3 separate regions of the Mus musculus genome follow, and all the other regions are linked to region 2. A link is a contact called in public HiChIP or PLAC-seq and promoter capture Hi-C data. All regions are on one chromosome and are shown on one strand. Each heading gives the region's core, a stretch centred on a gene start, on an enhancer-like site or on the middle of the called end of the contact. The rest is flanking DNA. Distances are from core to core; before and after follow the strand shown.

Region 1 (3,920 bases), core at 831-3,330, 1.5 Mb after region 2:
CAGCTTGATTTCTTTATTTCCTCAACCAAGATGTCCAGTACTACATTGTCAGGTCTTTTTCCTGATGCTCAACCAACAAGCTTTTCATCCTGCTACCAGCCATTCTGCAGCCACTGTGACTGCAGGCATGGCATGTCCACAGCACCGGAAAGCAGGCTGGATGCAACACAGATACATTGTTCAGCTCAGCACGCATGGGATCCTGAACTCCACTCCCCAGGGAGGGGAAGATGGAAAGGGAGAGGCAGGCAGGAAAGGGAGAGAAAAACTTATGAGACTCCATGACTTTATGCAGAAAGCCAGATTTCTGCCTGCCCCAGGAAAGCCTCCCTTTCCTTCCATTGGTCAGAAGCAAGTCAGATGACCACTTTACCTGCAGGGAAGCCAGGACACATGACTCGGCCACAGAAGCAGTTAGTGGGGGTAGAAAAACAAGAGAGGATATGGCGTCAGATTTAGCCACAGATGGAAACGGTGGCCACCTCAATCAGGAAGGGCAGCAGCCAGAGAGAGAGAAAAGCAGGAATCGCAACAGGGCCCTGAAGAGGAGACAGGGAGGAGGTAGTCTGCAGGCACAGCCAGGTGACCACCATACAGAGGACATGACTCTGACCACACAGGCCCTGTCCCTGCCTACCACAAGAATGTGCGGGTCCATCTTTCTGTTATAAGCATCAGACTCCCACTCAGACCCATCTATAGCCTGGGGAGGGCTGGCTGCACTCAAAATGCAAGGTACCCTAGCATCCAGCGTCTCCTCCATCTCTCATTTTCACCTTAGTGGTGCCACTTCAAAGCACCTTTCCCAGTGGGGCGGTGCCACCTGGGACCAGCAGCTCCAAGTTTGTTCCAACATTCCTCATTGCCTATGCTTGACTGATGTCCCCTCTCCCAAACCCACTCTTAGAGACACTTCCAGGCCAGTCATGGGGAAAAAAAAAAGGGGGGGGGGTGTTTGCAGTCTGTCATGTAAGCAAATCTGTGGCCTGGCTTCAGTGGCTGGTCTCCCTAGCCACATTCCAGACATTCACAGGCAGAAATCTGGAGTCTAGAAATATGTGTGAGACTATCCCCAAAGAATGCAAGGAGTCAGGCTGAACGTATGTGCCAGCGTGACGTGGTCAGGAGACCAGATGTGTGGTCCTCCCCTCTACAATGAGATGGCACCACCTTTCTGGTTGGGATAAGTGGACCCAGGCCTTCTGCTCTCAGCCTGCGGAGCCTCACTGGGTTTCTTGTTCCTGGTACAAAAATGATTTGATCAGGGAACAAACAGGACCCAGGATCAGATGACAAATGTCTATAGCAGAGCTCAGGAAAGGGAGCCTGTTCGTCACTGAAGGAGGAAGGGACGATTCAGGAAGTCACAGGGCAGACCATGGCACGTTCAGGGTGAAGCGAGCCTCTGTGTGGAGCAGAAAGCTAGAGCAAAGGCTGCAAGAGCTGGCTGAAATGGAAGCATTGGCATGCCGCTCCGAGGCTGGCTTCCGCCTGAGGGCCGTTTTCTGAGGCAGGGTCTGGTGATGAGACTGTATGAGCAGAGTGCTTCAGATAAGGAATCTCAGGTGGTGTCTTGTCTCAGCCATGCCCAGGCTGAGCAAAGCTTGGCGTCACAGGGCTGAGAAGCAACTAGCGCAGTGTCCACCACAGCAGGAGGGAGCAGAAGTCCAAGGCCAACCTCCACCCTTCCTAGGCCCTATTCTACAGCTCTATGTTCCACCAAAGACTATGACCCCAGGGTGGCTAAGCTCACAGAAAGGCACACCATGGACCCAGGGGGACAAATGCTGATTAGCCTGCTTGGCTCATCTGCACCTGTCTACTAAGTTGTGTGAATTCAGACAAGATTTTTAACCTCTCTGTGCCTTAGTTTCCTCACTTATAAATTAAGAGTGGTGAAACACACACATAACTCCAACAATAGTTTGGGTTATAAATCAGCCAATGTGTGTGGTGTGCACTGGAAAGAGAAATATCCTCCTGAATAAAGGCTAGAAGCCGTGAGAGAGGCGTGACAGCCGCAGGCCCTGACAATCCACACCACTGTAGCCCCCTGCTGGCCCTTCAGCTGAGCCACGGCTGGCTCCACGCCCACTGAGAGCGTAGAAGACAGAAGACAGCTCCAGTTCTCCTTAACAGCTAGGAAGAGCCTGCCCTGGCCCAGAGCCAGACAGGACTACTCTCAGCCTTGGTCTTCCTGCGGTGCAGAGGACTGGCATGTGGTACAGGCCTGTGGGCTGCTCCAAGATGTCACTCTGTCCTCCCAGTACCCCAGAACTGTCTCCTCCATCCTCAGCCCCAGGAAGCCTGTGAGTGGTCTCCAAGGCAACAGGGCATCAGAACAGCAGAGAATATGTTGAGGATGCTCAAGAGTAGTTGGGGGTGGAGGAAGCCCACAGATTGATACCTACCCCATAAGGCTAGCAAGGATCTGCCTGTATCCACTGCCCCCACAGTCTCCTGGCACCCACCCTGACAGATTCTATCTTCTGGGAGCTACAGACCTTCAAGTCAGGTTGCTGATGGTCAAACTGAGGTACAGAGCAAAGTAGCTCCAACCAAGATTGTTCAACCGTCCCTCCTGGTCCTTGCCTTTCATTAGGTGATGGTCAGGACAGCCAATGGGGAGGCAGCAGAAGGCTGGGTTCAGAGGCTTTTCAGACCTGCAGATTCCCAGGTGGGAAGCTAACCACAGGCCCAGGGAAACCCTGGCATGCAAGTCCTAGTTCCCCTCCCAAGGCCACAGCAGATATTGCTAATATGCAGACATGTCTCAGGTCATTTGGAAACAGCACACAGGAGAAGGGGCAAGAGCCTGAAGATGGCAACTGTAATAGCATGGATCTCAGGCGCTTGCATGCCACAGGGGCCAGCCCCTTAACCCCCTCACCCTAAACTAATTGTGTCTCCTTCAAACTTCACATTCACAACATATCCTCACCTCATACTATATTTGGAGATAAAACCTATCAGGAATAAATTTCAGTTAAATGAGGTCATGAATTTGAGCGGGGATCTGATCCAACAGAATTAGTGTCTTCATAGAGACACACTCCCTCTCTTCAAGTATGCCCAAAGAAGAAATCGCACAACACACAACAAGAAGTTAGGAAGCCCTGGCTGTTCTGCCCTGACCCCAAATGCATAGCCTACAGAACAGAGAGAATGAGTCCATCTAAGGTGTCAATTTGTGGCAGCTGGTGCCAGCTATGACCCTCACATAACAGCTCTGCTTGAATCTCCGCTTTACAGAAGAGGACACAGGCTCAGGCAAGTGATGCCTGTGAGTACATCTGTAAGGGTGGAGTGAGGACAGACCAGGTCATCCCTCCACCGCCCACACTGCACACTGCATGGCTAAGTATGCATGGTTGTTCACGCCAGACCTGTCTTTTGTGGAGTCCAACAGTAATGCCAACTGTGCTTCGGATACTGCTGCTACTTAACAGCATTAACTAAGACTCAGTGTACTATTGGACAAGCCCCATTAGCTTTACACATGGATTCCTTGCTGGCCCCTCCACTGAGTCAGTCCCACTTGAAGCCTCCTGCACAACTTCAGATGGACTCTGAGTGAGACCACAATCCACTGAGGCTGGTCAAAGGCTGGACAGGACGTACCAAGCACTCTTGTCCACAGCCCATCTGTACTTCTCTAGTGGCTCCAAGACCCCAGCAGGAGTGTCCCCACAGGAAGGCAGCAGCCATCTGGCTACATGCCACAGCACATCGGTTGCCAAAGCCCATGTTGAAGAAGACCCATGTACACCCAGATCCAAGGGAGGGGAGGGCATTGGTCAGTTTTCTTCATCATTGTGGCAAAATACTTGACAGAAGCAACCTGGGAAGGAAGGTTTCTGCTGGCTCACAGGCTGAGACAGTACAGTCCTTCCTGGTGGGGAAGTCTTGTCAAAGTTCAT
Region 2 (3,626 bases), core at 541-3,040:
ACAGGTAAGAAAGTAGGGTGACAAAATAGAATTACATCGGAAGGAGCCCCTCCCCCCAAAATGTTTCAGATTCTTCCAGGACTCAGAGTACTAGGGCCCTGCCCGCGCCCAAACTGCCCCTCTAACTGTTCCAGGCCTGGATCACCCTACTGAGCCCTGGCTTTGGCGCCAATGGCCCCCTTTGTGGAAGTCCTGGCTCTCTTAGCATTCCAGATGGGAGCTCATTATTTAAATCTCAACTCAGAAGCCACTCCCACCTTGGACAAGCCACCAGGATTATATTCTTCACGGTCAGGTATCACTGTGAAAACTGTCTTGTATGCTCAAGCCCCACCAGAATACAAGCAGTCTTGACTGTTCACTACAGGGCTAGATCTAGAGTCAAAACCAGACCTAGCCTTTGCTGAATGTTTCCAGAATCCAGGAGTAAATGCAGGAGTGGAGTGGCCCTAACCGGTTATAACACAGGATCTTAAAACAGTGCTGAGCAACCCTGGGGACACTGAAGTACTGAAGGCCCAGGGGATCCAGGACTTCCTGGACCCAGGACTTGAAAGCCCAAGTGCCAGCGATCAAGCCGGTCCCAGAAAAACAGCAGCACGTGGCGTAGCCAGAGGCGCAGGCTGCGTGCAGGGGGAGGGGGCACCCTGTTCTGGGCACGGTCCCCGGCAGGCCGCTGGACTCCGCCCCCTCTCTTAGCCGGCCAGGCCTGCTGTTTATCCTCCCGGGGACACAGCGGCTGTAGGAACAACATGTAATTGATAACAAGCCGAGAGCCGGCCAAGGGCTAGCCATTGGGTCAGCGTGCAAATCACGGGGGTGGCGAATGGGGGCCGGTCTTCAAAATAAGAGTCTTCTCCCTGAGGAGTCCGAAGGCCCCAAAGTTACTGCCATTCTCGCACCTGTAGGGCGGCGGGGACTCCCCATGGTCGGGGGCAATATCTGAAGGACTCAGTCAAACATTTGAGATTTCACCTTCCCATACCGTGGTAGCAAACCTCCCCTGTGCCCTCCAGGGGAGAATGTTTCCAAGAGGGATGACCTGCCCCCTGCGGCTGCTACCCTCAGCGGTCCCTCCGGTAATGTTTGTTCAGAGGGGCCTGAGGACTCTGCGTGGGGATACGGAACATAAGCGCACGCTGCGGGTACGCGCAAATGGGTGTGAGTTTGTGTCGTGTGATTGCGTGTGCTGGGCGCAGTGCAGCCGTGCGGGTGTCCGCCAGGTGCCCGCGCGTGGGTGCCCACCCGTGGGTGTGAAGTACGTGGGAAGGAGGTGGCTCGGACTCTGGCGCACAGCTTCGGAGAGTACCTTACCCTCCGCCCAGTGACCCCCTTCGCGTCCCCTCTTAGGCCACCGCAACAGTGACCGACAGTAACCTCTCCGCCCCTTGGTCTCCAGGCCCCGCCATATGGGAGCGCAGGTCCAGGAGTGCCACGGACGCGCGTGGGCTCCGCGGGCAGAAGCTGCGCACACCGGATTTGCCCTTTGCAGGCCCGGCGCGCTCACGGGGGTCCCCGCATTTCCGGGGTCCCCTCATTTCCCGGGCCTCCGCGCGTGGTTCCTACAGCGCGCGCCAGGGGACGGCCCGTGATCCCCAAGGGAGGACCCACGCGGCCGCGGTACATCGCGCGTCTCCCACCTGGACTCCGCGTCGCCTGGCGCGGCCTCGCGCGTGCGGCCCGGCTCCGTATGCGGCCGCGCGTCCAGCGCTCCTGGCCGCAGCCCGCACTCCCTGCGGCCGAGCTGGGCGCTCGCCGCTCGCCGCTCTCCCCGCTCTCCGGCCGCTCACGTGACGCCGCGGGCGCCGCGAAGGCTCGCAGGAGGCTCGGCCTCGGGCGCGCGCCCCATTGGCTAGCGCCGCGCGTCACGCGCCCCCGCCCCGCCTCGGCCGCACCCTCCCGCTGCCCACGCGCTCTCCGGTCTCTTCGTGGATCTGCACTGGGTCCTCCGATGCGCACGTGAGACGGGTTCTAGAATCCACTGAAAGCCCGCAGAGTCCCGAAGTGCAGACCACGTGGGACCTCGGGAGCGGAATCGTCCCTGCAACCCCCTCCGCATTCCTAACAAGGCCCGATCTAGTAGGGACCGTGTCTAAAGGGACCAATTGTAAAAATACATCTGGTCTTTCCTCCAGCGGTCATGGTTACTCACGGGAATGGACGCTCACTGCGCTACCCTAGACTTCTGCGACTGACAAACTGCGGAGGTTTGCTGACCACCACCAGTGGCGGCACCTCCCCAAAGACTGCAGGGTGCTTCTGATCTGCAGAGGGAGTTCCAGATTGCAGTCCCAAGCCATCATAGACAGCTTTTGCACCGGTTTAATGAGGAAAGTGAAGCCCAAGAAAACACGTGAGCAGAGAGTGCTGGGTACCCTGCTGTGCACTTTAGCCTACACTGCCTGGCTTCAAACCCGGGCGGCGTGAAAAAACCCGCTGAGAGCGAGCGTGGGCCTTCTTAGCCAAGCAGATAGAGGGCCAGGCACAGCCAGGTCTGTCTTGTCTTTCCCCTGCTTCTTAATACCCAGGACATTTGGACAGACCTTCCTTCCTGGCGCTTCCTACCTGACACTGCGAGGTGGCCAGCCTTTCCCCTTGCTTCTCCAAGCCGTCCCTGTTGGGGCCAGGATTTTTAGCCAGATCCCTTAAATAAGGATCTGAGGATTCTCCAGGTGAGTGCCCATGATCCAGCAGTTAAACTGAGTCTTAGCCAGAGCACGGAAGGAGTCTGTGCTTAGCACAAGATGGTCATCAACGTTCTGATTGATCATAGGCCCAGTCTGAGTCTTCCCCAGTATTCTACAGCCAGTGAATAGCTAGCCAGGGCTAGCACGCAGAGCAGGTGGGGTTGGCTAGTCCATAAAGTTGATTGATCCTATCTTGTCAAGGGAGGGCAGGGTCAGGCTGGGCCAGCACACTTCTCCATAGCCCTGCCTACCCTGGGCTCTGCATTCCTCACACTCTGTCTGTCCAATGTCTCCCACCCCCAGGGAGAAGTGCAGTCAAAGATCAGAAGCTTGAAAGCAACAGTGTAGCTGAGCGGCCTCAGTCCACAGGGAAGATGCCCCAGCTGTCTAGAAGCCATGGCCAACCTAGGACATTCTGCCTAAACCTGAGTCACATTAGGCATCCTTGCTTCAGAACCTTCCCAGGGCTCCCAGCTCACTCACAGGAAGTATATATAACCCCATTCTCTCAGCCTTCCTCAGTCTCTTTTGGGTCCCTTTGTTCCATGACCTCTCTTTCTCAGGTTAACCTGCCAGGCGCAAGCTCAGGACCTTTGTACATGCTGTTTGTCTGAGTATGATTCCCTTCCCAACATTCCCATGGCTCCCTCCTTCACTCAAGTGGCATCTTCAAGGGAGCCTGCATTTGCCCCCTGCTCCCTGCTGCATCCCCCACCCCCCATTTTCCTATCCAGTTTAACAGTTCTGGAGACTTACTATTTTCTAATGTATTAGAAGTTTTTATTTTATTCTGTAAACTCTTGTCTCCTACGGAGAATGTAAGTGGCATAGCAGAAATTTCTATGTGTTCCCAGCCCAGGACTAGAATTTGCATCCCCAGCATCATGTAAAGGTCAGGTAGGTCTTGAAGCTGTCTGTAATTTTAGGACACAGAGGGCA
Region 3 (3,735 bases), core at 643-3,142, 1.6 Mb after region 2:
GCTAAAACCAGTTACTCTTAAGAAAGCTAGCTGTAGCATCTGTTGTCCAGTCTCTGTATGTTGAGAAAGTGTAGGCTTAAATGAAGTCTGACTGGAACAGTCTGAAAGGCTGGGCCAAGTGAGCTAATTATTCTGAAAATGTCCCGGAAGCAAGTCTTTAGAGGAAATAGCTTTGATACAGCTGAAGTAGGATCAAGCAAGAAGCTGGAACAGTAGGTCTCAGTAGCTCAGGATCCTCGAGGGTGAATCCTGTCAGGGCTGCCTTCTTGGTCTTCCATTCTGCAATATACAAACCTTATCGACATTTGCATTGAAAGTGCGGGGTGCGGAGATCAATTAAGAATGATTTTCTGCTGTTTGAACAGGTGAAAGACAACTGTCTTTCTTTAGAAGTTAGTCTGATCATATAATCAAACTCAAATCTCCATTTACACTATCTGAAAAGATGGTATGTCATAATAAGCCCTGAGAATTTTGTAGTCAATACAATTTGTTGTCTGTATATAGACATTTAAGTCCCAGAGCTGTCCCCAAGTATAGGGATCAGTGTATACATTACCCATCTTGTTGATCTTGCCAGTCTTCCTCTTCTTGTCTGTAGCCAAGATCTTCAGGGAGTCGCCCTCTGTCAAGTCTGATCCTTATTATTTCGGAAGGAGTCCAAAGCCTTTTCTTCTTTTTTAAAACACAAACCTAGAGTCTCTCTCCCAACACAGCATGCCTTTAAGTACAGACTGATTCAATCTAGTAGAAGACTAGGCACTGGGTTTCCTGGAGCTGGAGTTACAGACAGTAGCAAGTGTGGGTGCTGGGAACCAAATCTGGGTCCTCCAAGAGCCACAAACTCTGTGCGGAGCTGTCTCTCTAGCTCCCCTCCCCCACCAGACAATCTTATGTCGCTCAGACTGCCCTGGTCTTAACCTGAATCCCTTCTAGTGCGGTACAAATATTACAGGCGTGGGACAGTCACGCTTCAGTCAGTGTTTTCACTGTCACTTAAAGAAGTGAGACATCTTTCTATCTGAGAATTGCCACAGTTTCTCTCTGTATCTAGAATGGTTTCGCCAAAACCCAGCTTACCCAACATCCATGCATCCTATAAATGTCTCCATAGAAGGTCCCCTCTGCCTCCGTTTGTGCTTAACCTGCCTTCCTACACTTGTGGCTCTGGAACATGCTGAGGAATGTTCCTGCCCTCCTGACACTTAGGAAGAGCAATGCCTGTCGGATTTGCCATATTGGCACAAAAAGAAACTTGAAGTCAAGGAGAAGCGCTGGCTAGAGAGAAAGGTGACTCCCACAAGATGTCTGAAGACAAGGACAAATCTCCTCAGGCTGTGAAAGCCAACTGGAAATTGGGGGTCTAAACTACCCCTGGAAGCTGTAGTGGGTCAGAGGTTAAGAGCATGGACTGACCCAAGTTCAGTTCCCAGCACCCACATGGTGGCTCAACAACCATCAGTGGACTTCAAACACGCACGTGGTGCACATATGTACATGTAGGGAAAACATTCACACACATAAAATGAAAATAAACTACACCCGGCACAGAGTTCAGCTCTCTGCTCTTGCCCAGTCCCTTCACCAAAGCCTGGTCCTCTCCGGCCTTCAGGATCCCCAGGCCACGTGCCCCAACAGGTCCCTGCTGATCCTGGCCTCTGTCTCCTTCGCTGTAACTGGGGCCCGGTCTGCTGCACAAAAGGTTCGGGACCCGCTTCCCAGGGAGGTCCCCCCCCCCGGGTGGCGAAGTGCTCGAGGCCCGAGGTGCAGGTGCGAAGCCGGACTCCGCAATAGGGTCCCGCCCCCGATCCCTCCGCTGCATCGATTGGGCGGATGAGCGCGTGAGTGGCGGGTACGCAGGCCAACGGGGCGCACGCGCGCCGCCGCCTTCGCTTTGCGCGCCCCCGAGGCCGGCCCGGGCGCCGCGGCGCTGCGGCTGCGGGCGGCAACGCTGCACCATGGCCCGGCCGCTGCGGGCCGCCCGACTGCCGCCGCCGCTGCTGTTGCTGCTGGCCGCCGGTGAGTGGGGCCGGGCCAAGCCGCGAGGGCGCAGCGCGCCACGGGCCAGTGCTGGCAGCGCCGCAGAACAAAGGCTGTGGGGCGCGCGGGGTCGGCCGCGCGCGGGGAGGAGGCGGCGGCGCGGGGCCTGGCGCGGGGACCCCCCAGGCGCCCTGTCCTGGGCGCTGGATGCTCCGTGCCACGCGCGCGCTCGAGGACGGCGGCGGCGGGGCCGCTGCACCAGGGTGTCCGCGCCCCACCCCTCGCCAGGTGACAGGTGACAGGTGACCAGTCTGCGGCCAAGGAGCAGAGGGGCGTGTGCGTGTGTGCGCGCGAGGGTGTAGAGAAGCTCAGCAGGGAGGCGAGAGCGCACGGGTGACACCCTTGGAGAAATCGCATCGTAAAGGTCCGGCGGGTACCCAAAGCGCGTGGGCCGGGGATGCCGAGGGCCGAGAAAGAAAGAGCTGCGTGGCCGAGGTGGATGTTTACATGTGCGTGGAGCTTGCCTGGGAAGGCGTGTGCGTGTCGTTGTGAACGCGTGTCCTCGACTGCGCGGGGCAACTTTATTAGGAGCTGACAAAGGGGTAGGTCTGCGACAGCGACTGCCGCCATATGGGGCTGTGTGTGAGACTCGGGTACGTGGTTTTCATTCAGCAGTCACTCCGGATACCTCGTTAGTGTGGGCGTGTGACAGGTCGGGGCCTGAGGCAGGTAAGAAATATGTGTGTGAGGGAGAAAGAGACAGCTTCTCAGGGTAGACATGGGATTCAGGGGTGTGTGCGAGTGTAGGGGGCGGGCACAAAAGCTTGACAGGCTCAGAGGCAAGCCGCCACCACAGAAGGGGAGGGAGGAAGGCTGACTGCAAAGGTGGGTCAGACCAGGACATGGGAGAGCAGCTTTCTCAGGGAAGATCGGAGCTGGGACCCTGTCCTAAGGTGGGCCTGGGGCAGGAGCAGGGTGCTGGGCTGGGTGGGCTACAAGACTTGGTGAACGCGTGTCCTCGACTGCGTCGCTTCCCCTCCAGTGGAGACAGGCATGGGACTGGCCACTAGTGCTCAGGCAGTTACCCCACCAAAACCCACCCAGTGTAATGTATACAAATTCGAGGAGGCGTCTATGTGAAGTCAGGTGAAGACCTTGTTTGATATGAATAGGTGGTGGGCCCTTACTTTGAGACTGTCAATGATAGAACACCAGGAAAATGTCTGGAGAAGGGCGGAGGTGGGAGAACGCTGATTAGGGTTGTACTTAACTGTAATTCCAGCTCTTTGGAACCTAAGGGGCAGGAGGATTGGGAATCCAAGTCCAGTCTGGGCTGCAGAGCAAGACCCTGTCTCTAAATAAATAGATAGATAAATAAAACAAAAAGTCAGAGAGGTAACTGACCCCTCACACTGCTGTGCCTGCCCTGGGCACATTTTATGGGGAAGTGTCTATTGATGTTGGCCTGGGACATCTACACAGACCACCCAGATCTTTGCAAAGCTCTGGGAGGTCTGCTCTCTCTCTCTAGGTAGGGACCACACCATCTCTGCCAGCAGTGCAAGTCAGTATGGAGACCTGACTCTCATGACCCCATCCTGGTGACCAGTGGGATGACAATCAGGGTCCCTCCTTTCCTCTTCTCTCCCTCACCCCGTTTGTATGCCCCCATCTCTGTGCAGGCACACGTGTGTCTATCAGCGTGCCTCCTTTCTACACCTTTGTGTAGAAAGAAGAACGCTTCACTCATGCACT

Evidence for each region. Promoter capture Hi-C pulls out the DNA fragments that hold promoters and counts their contacts. HiChIP or PLAC-seq counts read pairs in DNA pulled down with a chosen protein or histone mark.
Region 1: a contact with region 2 is called in an H3K4me3 HiChIP or PLAC-seq map of forebrain, with 6 times the contacts expected there. The contact joins the enhancer-like site here to the promoter of Klf15 in region 2. A contact is called at or near these places in 2 of 39 promoter capture datasets (embryonic stem cells and pre-B cells), 1 of 115 datasets of contacts at active chromatin or transcription factors (forebrain) and 2 of 9 other capture datasets (adipose tissue and liver).
Region 3: a promoter capture Hi-C map of cranial neural crest shows a contact between it and region 2. The contact joins the promoter of Podxl2 here to the promoter of Klf15 in region 2. A contact is called at or near these places in 3 of 39 promoter capture datasets (cranial neural crest, hippocampal neurons and liver).

Annotation. Positions count from the first base shown.
Region 1 is chr6:88,958,286-88,962,205 of GRCm38.p6, reverse strand. No RefSeq gene overlaps it. Among named protein-coding and RNA genes, the nearest start is that of Gm36409, 14 kb to the left of the region's middle. Within about 2 kb of position 2,080, at least 91 of the 459 cell types and tissues checked have an H3K27ac peak or open chromatin away from gene starts, as enhancers often do. A contact at or near this core is called in forebrain, where this site is marked.
Region 2 is chr6:90,460,740-90,464,365 of GRCm38.p6, reverse strand. It overlaps Klf15 (Kruppel-like factor 15), which reads right to left and starts at 1,790. Exons shown (of 3, transcript NM_023184.4): 1 at 1,641-1,790.
Region 3 is chr6:88,873,203-88,876,937 of GRCm38.p6, reverse strand. Podxl2 (podocalyxin-like 2) reads left to right here and starts at 1,892. Exons shown (of 8, transcript NM_001347327.2): 1 at 1,892-2,019. The coding sequence starts at 1,959.